2 separate regions of the Mus musculus genome follow, and region 1 is linked to region 2. Evidence: chromatin contacts called from public HiCAR-type data. All regions are on one chromosome and are shown on one strand. The core of a region is the stretch at or near the end of the contact, and the rest is flanking DNA. Distances in the headings are between cores, read along the strand shown. Region 1 overlaps 4930459C07Rik (RIKEN cDNA 4930459C07 gene). Region 2 has its middle 90 kb from the start of Gm33782.

Region 1 (3,530 bases), core at 139-2,638, 160 kb before region 2:
CCCACATTGGGTACTTTGCAGCAAGCTTGCTAAGTCTTGACCAACTTGGTTTTGGAATAATGAACAATGAGTCAGAGTGGAACCATTCAAAGAAACCCACAAAACATTTCTTCGAGAAAAGATTTGCGGGTAAGGAAAATGATGCTCAGATGTCTAATACGCCCTGCTTGTGGTCATGTAGAGTAGGTTATCCTCATGAAAACTGGAGAGGTACTTGTGCTTTGCACTAATCCTCCTTGTTTATTCATGGAAGTATTAATTGCCTTATTTCTTATTTCCCCCAAGTAAGGGCAAAAGGTAGCTCCCGATACTGGGTCCAGGAAGAATAAAGCTAAGTAAGATTATACACTGGCCATTTCTTATGTAAAGTGCTGCCCTTCATAGAGAGACCTTAGGAATTGTTCTCTTCCTGGGACAGCCAGTGAGTGTTAACTGCTGGAAGCATCTCTCAGCAGTCTACGTAGACAGCTTATTATTTTGAGGGCTGTGAAATGCCATTTAGGTATGGATTGATGTTCTTTTGTTGTTGATCCTCAATCTTCTGAAACAGGAGACCTCAAGGGGTCTATTTTCATGAAATGCCCACCAAAATTTTGCCTCAGTCTGAGCCAACTAGTGGATCACTGATTGCCAGTGCCCAGATGATGACTACCGCCGTGTTTCTCAACCTTGCCATGAGGATAGCACTCTGTGATCTGTGACAATGAGTAGTGAAGTCATTCTTAGGGGCTTCTGGGACAGCTTTCTTTGTGCTCATCCACTGAGTTGATGGTTGGTGACTTGAGGACATGATGCATGAATCACAACCTCTGCCCTGATGTCTAAGGTACTACCGTCTGACTTCCAAGACAACTGTGATGAGTCAGATCTCGCCTCTTAGTAGTTAGTTACTTGTGCTGTTTGGAGGGTCTCAGATAAGCCCTTGGGAAGTTTGTCAGCTGGTCTGGTTGACTAGCAGGATTTTGTTTCCCATAATCGGGTGGCCATTTAATAACCTTCTTTGCCTTTGGGTTCCCAAGTTAATAGAGCTCTGAAAAATATAATCCCTTCTAATTAAGTTTTACCACATGGTTTAATGCTATAAAGACTTTTACCAGGGGGCTTAGGTCATACTACAAATGCCCCTCTTCCCACTCATGTGGGGGGACGTCTCTGCTTGCTTTGAAACTGAAGTGTTCCCAGATAGTATAACCTTCCTTCAGTTCTTACACGTAGGCTTCCTTATGGGCTTTGATTCTAAAAGAGTAGTTAGACAGTGCTCCTCAGACTGGACTGGGGCTGAGGGTTCTGAAGGCATCCTGCCCCCCCATGAATGCTAAGCAGTCCCGGTGACCACAATGTGGTTGACATTGTCCCAGTGAATGACAGGGCTTGAGAGATGGGGAAACCACACAGCCGTAAGAACTGGCAAGCTTCCACACTTACTGTGTGCCAGAAGAGGAGCCCAGTGGTTTACATGTGCTCTATTATCTGATTTTTCATCATAGTCCAAGAAATGCTTCTATATTCCCACTTTGCAGATGCGACTGTTGAGGCTCTGAAAGGCCAAATTATTTGCCTAAAGCCGTATACACAGTGACAGACTTATGTCACTTGTGTAATTTGGATCCATGGGCTGTTGAATTCTGGAACCTATACTTTAACTGTTATACTGGCTTAGTTCTGTGCAGATACTGCCAGCATCAAGAACAAACTGTATCTAGATATAAATAACACATAAATATGAGCAGGCCTGGTTCATGGACATATTCCTTTAGAGCTCTAAGGAACAAGTTAGCTTTGTGACTTTGACAGAAAACAGAAGGTAGGTTGTGAAGTTTCTTGGGTAATTCTAGGTACTTGGACACCTGTTCAGCTATTCTGGGATTCTGTGGTGGGGGTAAGGGGATACAGGGAGGGTGAGGTCATTATTGCAAAAACCATTTCCTGAAAGCTTGACTTCAGGAAATGCAGGAGCATTAAAAATACCCATTGTGTGGGAGCCGTGGCCAGATCATGACTCACATTTAACAATTGTGTCCATAGGTCACAAAGGATTTGAGGAACATAGGAGATATTCATACTAAACTCTGTCTGTGGGTGGTTCATTATGAAGCGTTCAGTAGGTTGCGAATCATGTTACCATTTCAAGAGTGACATTTACAAGTTTTCCTGGAAACTGTGAGGCCAGACTTCTTCATTCATACATTGATTTGCAATTAGTTGTCCACCTACTAAGTACAAGGAACTGCATTAGTTCCCTTAGGATATTAGAAAAAGAACTAAGTTGCGTTCTTGACCTTTGCGGTGTGTAGGAAGCACCTGCAGGAAAATGGCCTTCTTTGTAAATTTGCCCACATCTTTGCTTTCACAAAAGGAAGGCCAACTCTTAAAGGAAGATGCTTCAGTTCATTTCCACCACAAAGAAAGGGCTCTAAGTAAATCTGCCAACTCTCAGAACTTATTCCCAGCAATCCCTGGGAGAGGCTTGGCTTGGGCTTGGTAGGTACTTTTTCTGTCATTGTAAGAATGAGACCAGGTGAAGGGAACAGAAATTATTAATTGAATGATCCTGTGCATTTTTTTTAAAATTGGCACTGAGAATGTTTTTGTTTATTATTTCTAATTTATATTTTATTCAAAGTTATATATTCTAAATAAGATATATACATATGCATTACAAAAGGCAGTAATAATCTTCTCCTAGGAAGCTACCCCAAACCCAAGGTTCAGAATAGCATCAATACTTTGCATTTCCCTATGCCTTCTTTCTCTGTCCTAGCATCCCATCTCTCCCCTTTGGAGGAAGCCATTGTCTTGAAACTATGCTTACAAGATAGAGAATGGAGGTCTCAACTCCTCCAGTCTGTTCACGATGAGGCAAAGCTGAAGGAGAAGTAGCTCAGTACTCAGGGTTCATTTCACCATGGCAGAAAGACTCATATTGGTGGCTGTGTTTATTTCCATACAGGCTCCTACTGGTTACATGGAGACATAGTGTCTGGCAAAGGAGTGGATCATCTGAAGACCTTGGTATTAGAAGTGAGTCCAGGACCAATCCTAATGAATGACTCTGTAGGAACCAGGCAGATATGAAGGCTAGGGTGATGGCTCAGTCAGGAAGAGCTCTTTCTGTGAAAGTATGAAAACTGGACTTAAACCCTAGAATCCATATAAAATAGTAGATGCAGTCACATGTGCACCTATAATCCCAAGTGTCTGGGAGGACAGAAAACAAGAGGGTCACTGGGGCTTGCTGGCCACCAGCCTGGTAAATAAGGCAGAGGACAACAAAACAGGGTGCTTGATGCCTTCCTCTGGCCTCCATTGAGATACACCTCCCTGGGAATGAGAATGCTTGTGCTCACTCACCACACACACACACACACACACACAGAATCACAGGATATTTTATAAAAAGTAATAAGAAACTATTTAGTATATATTATTTAATATTCTAATTTTTTATTGTTTTGAAAAATTCAACTAAATACCACAAGTTAATAACTGGTGATCAAAATAAACTTCAGAAGGCTGAAATATTAGCTCAC
Region 2 (3,606 bases), core at 215-2,714:
CTATAGAAACTCTAACTGGATCACATCCAACCCATTGGTCATTTGCCAACAGTGGCGTGGAACGCAGTTCCACAGTGATAGACTAGATTTAAAAAGTCAACATCCAAGTATCTTGACATTTTTCAAATCGGAAAATCCAACCCAATGGTAGGAAACAGAGGCGTGGAGAGGCACGGAGCTACAGTGAAACCATTTTGACCAGAAACTCAAAGGAGCTCTCATATCAGGTTTTCCCTGATATCGTTAATGATAGCACCAGGGTACCGTTCCAGGGACTGGTTTCTGCATCACAGGGACAAACCTGCCTTTCAGTGGTCATCTGAGCAGAAGGCCACAGAAATAAAAGCAACTGACTCCCTACTCCCATGCAAATTCTATCCCTCTGCCAAAATATCTCATTGCCAGTTCTGGGTTTTAGACTCCAAAAGAGCTCTGGCTGTATAACCTCACATTGTTGCTGTTAAATGTTCTATCGATCAATGAAGAACAAGAGACAGCCCGTTCTTCCTGGAGAGTAGCTACTTTAGAAATTAGTAAGGATTAGTAAACCCTTGTTTAAACATCTCTTTGGAATGGCTCCGAAAGGTTCCCGTGAAACAACGAAGTTATTGTTCACCCCAGGAGTCTAATTTCCCTGGGAATCACACTTTCCTACCTGGTTCCATTGCTCTGTGGTTGAACGTGTATTAAGTCTGACATCCATGTATAACCCAGAGGGACAAATGGGTTCCTCTTGTAAGCCCTCATTGCCACGGGCTCTATTTGTAATCAGACAATCAATATGGTTAGCATGTGCCAACTTCGCCGGCGGAGAATAAGTGAGGCTGTTTGAGCCCAGGACACTGGAGAAAGCGTGTGAGGAAGCCGTGTGAATGGGGCTCATTGTTGGCCTGGATTTTAAACGTTCTCGTTTTTCACAACATTTTATGGAGAGCTCTTAAAAGGCCTTTATTGATAGAGATACTCATTAAATGCCAGTTTTAAAAGGAGAGTTGTTGATGTAATGTCATACAATCTGCTTATGCATAAAGCCTTTTTTATTCTGGTGTTCTGACGAGTGCTTTGCCATGCCAGCCCTCCCACCACATCCCAAGACACAGAAACTCCTCCTCTAGACGAATGCTCTGAAATGCGGGGCTGTTATTAGATCAGATGCCATAGATGGCTGGACCTTTCCTGCGTGCTTGTCTTTCACTGTCAAAACCAACCCTGATTTACTCAATGCACAACCAGTAATTGAACATCTGCCATATAATGCAGAAAAACCAGAGAAAGATGGTATTGTTGTTGTTGTTGGTTGGTTTTGGTTTTTTTTTTTCTTTCTAAAGGAGCTAGTTAGATTTTACTGTGAAAAAGAGACATGCAAATTAGTTAACAGCCGTGCATTGCACCAAGCTTGAGGGAATGGGGCTGGTGAAGTCTGAAGTCAGACAGTTCAGCATGTGACTTAGGACCGCAGCTTAGGGAGGGACTGAAGGTGTGGGCGGGTGCTGGTGAGAAAGGAGAAAGGCAAGCTTGAGACAGCACACATGTGAAGGAGCTCAATGGAGCCATTCCACAACCTGTGCGTACAGCAAGCCATCATGTTACGTGCCACCAACAGATGTGGTTGTTAACTATGAAAAAAATTTACCAGGAAAAACAAGACAACGTATTAGCGATAAAAGACACCAATGAAATCCTTGGAAGGGAAGAGAAAGAGGGAGGGAAGAATAGGGGGGAAACAAGAGAGGGACGATGGGAGGGAGGGAGGAAACTGCATATACCCAGGCTCCAGCACAACTCAATTTCAAGGTGGGAAGGGCACTGAGTGCTCTCAGCTTTCCTAGTCTCCCCCTCATGGCTTTTGATGCTCAGTCAACTTTGAAAACCCTTAGCTGGGATCAGATTCTCTAGCTCTGCTGCAGATTAGAGTAACTGGGGCAGCTCCTCAAACTCCCAATGCTCAGGCCCCACCCCAGTCCCGCAGGCCAGACTCAGGTGAGTCTGGATCCCTAGCGTTTCATACACTGGGCATGGAGACACCGATCAGTAATCCCCAACAAGCAGGAGGTGGAGATGGGAGGGTTGTAAATTCAAGGTTATCCTTAGCTACAGAGCACGTTTGAGGCTAGCCTGAGCCACAGGAGAGCCTACCTCAAAAGAACAAATAGCAACAAAAGAAGACCTGCCTTCCAATATGTTATTTCCAAGCAAAAATTATTTGGAGTTCTCTTTTATTATCTACACATTTTGCCTCCTGGTCTTTGCTTCCCTACCAGAGCTTTCTAAAACAGAAAGACCTGGATGCAGATACCTCAGAATAGGGTGACACAAAGCCGGAGGAGCGACAGACAGGCAAGGGCAGCTTTGGACTTGTTTTTGTCTGGCTTAACCGGGAGGATACTGGAGTAAGACCATCTGCCCTTCAAGAAATCAAAGCCAGACACAGGAAGTGGGCGGGAAGACCCTCCAGCAGCCCCAGCTGCCTGGGCCGGGCAGCTGCACAGACCCCTGTTGTTGGCAGACAAGGCAAGGTCTTTTCAGTCTTGTGACCATCAACCCATCCCCAGTGCTGGTGGGGAGGGCACTGCCATTCTTTCTATGACTGATCGCAACAGAATGTGACAGTTGTTTGGGGTGACAGGTTTCCTGGGGGCTCTGCCTTCAACAAGAGCCATTGTGCAGAGGGCGTGTCCTGGTGCCAATGTCACAGGCAGGGGAAGACCCGAGTGGTCCTTTCATTTATATATGACAACATTTCCAAGGAACAGATGGACAGAAATCTTAAGCACTAGCCATCTTCCTCTTGTCTGAAGAGCTGCGGTAGTTGAACAGAACAAATGGCCTCCGTGCCTACCCTTCCTTTCTTCTGCCTTCCTGTTGGGTTAACTGATACACCAACAGAGGTTGCCCTCTGCATTGGATTCAAGGCCAGCTGCAACTAGAATTAGACATTCTCACCTGCTGCCTCAATCACAGATGCTTTAATAAACAAACACCCACCACTGTCCCTGCTAGGAACATAAAGGCCACCAACTGGGGCATAATGTGAAGTTGTAGGGGTGTGGGTGGAGGTCAGGAAGCTTTGTTCCCATGAACTAACAGATATGACTATTGTTTAAGGAAAGCTAGAATAAAGCTGTAACAAATTCTCAGATGTTACCATCATGACCAAGTGCTATCTGTGAGCATGTGCGGGAGCATTACATTCTCAGTGTGCCTTCCCATGTTGCAGGGCAAGGGCTTAGGAACAGTGTGTGCAGGTTGCCAGTGAGCATCATCCAGGTAGAAAGCCCCACAGTACAACTCTGCTCTTGCTTAATGGTAGGAACAAATATGGCACTAGTTGAGTGTGTATATGTTTAAATACTACGCATCCCCGTGTGGATGTGTGTTGTTTATATATGTATGTATAAATATGCATATACACATATATATAGTTTGGAGTATAGGGGGAGAATTGAGCTTTCAACATGCTGTGGGCACAAATTGCAACCATTAACTGAAAAAAACAGTTCAGTCACTTGACGACCTCTCAGACTCAGACCATTGAACTTGGGTTGTTTTCTGAGAACAACTAGAGTATAGGTGTCTTGGAAAGTCCCCGGTTGCAAGTCAATTATT

What was found. HiCAR-type assays count read pairs that join an accessible place to other places.
Region 1: a HiCAR-type map of Th17 cells shows a contact between it and region 2, with 2.3 times the contacts expected there. The contact joins two enhancer-like sites. A contact is called at or near these places in 3 of 484 Hi-C or Micro-C datasets (CD4 T cells and nephron progenitors), 4 of 115 datasets of contacts at active chromatin or transcription factors (CD8 T cells, Th17 cells, bone marrow-derived dendritic cells and 1 more) and 1 of 9 other capture datasets (embryonic stem cells).

The regions. Positions count from the first base shown.
Region 1 is chr10:96,237,098-96,240,627 of GRCm38.p6, forward strand. The region is part of intron 1 of 4930459C07Rik (RIKEN cDNA 4930459C07 gene); the gene reads left to right. All of the region lies in intron 2 of Gm40747 (a long non-coding RNA gene), which reads right to left. Among named protein-coding and RNA genes, the nearest start is that of 4930459C07Rik, 13 kb to the left of the region's middle. Within about 2 kb of position 1,389, at least 87 of the 459 cell types and tissues checked have an H3K27ac peak or open chromatin away from gene starts, as enhancers often do. A contact at or near this core is called in CD8 T cells and Th17 cells, where this site is marked.
Region 2 is chr10:96,397,292-96,400,897 of GRCm38.p6, forward strand. No RefSeq gene overlaps it. Among named protein-coding and RNA genes, the nearest start is that of Gm33782, 90 kb to the left of the region's middle. Within about 2 kb of position 1,465, at least 102 of the 459 cell types and tissues checked have an H3K27ac peak or open chromatin away from gene starts, as enhancers often do. A contact at or near this core is called in CD8 T cells and Th17 cells, where this site is marked.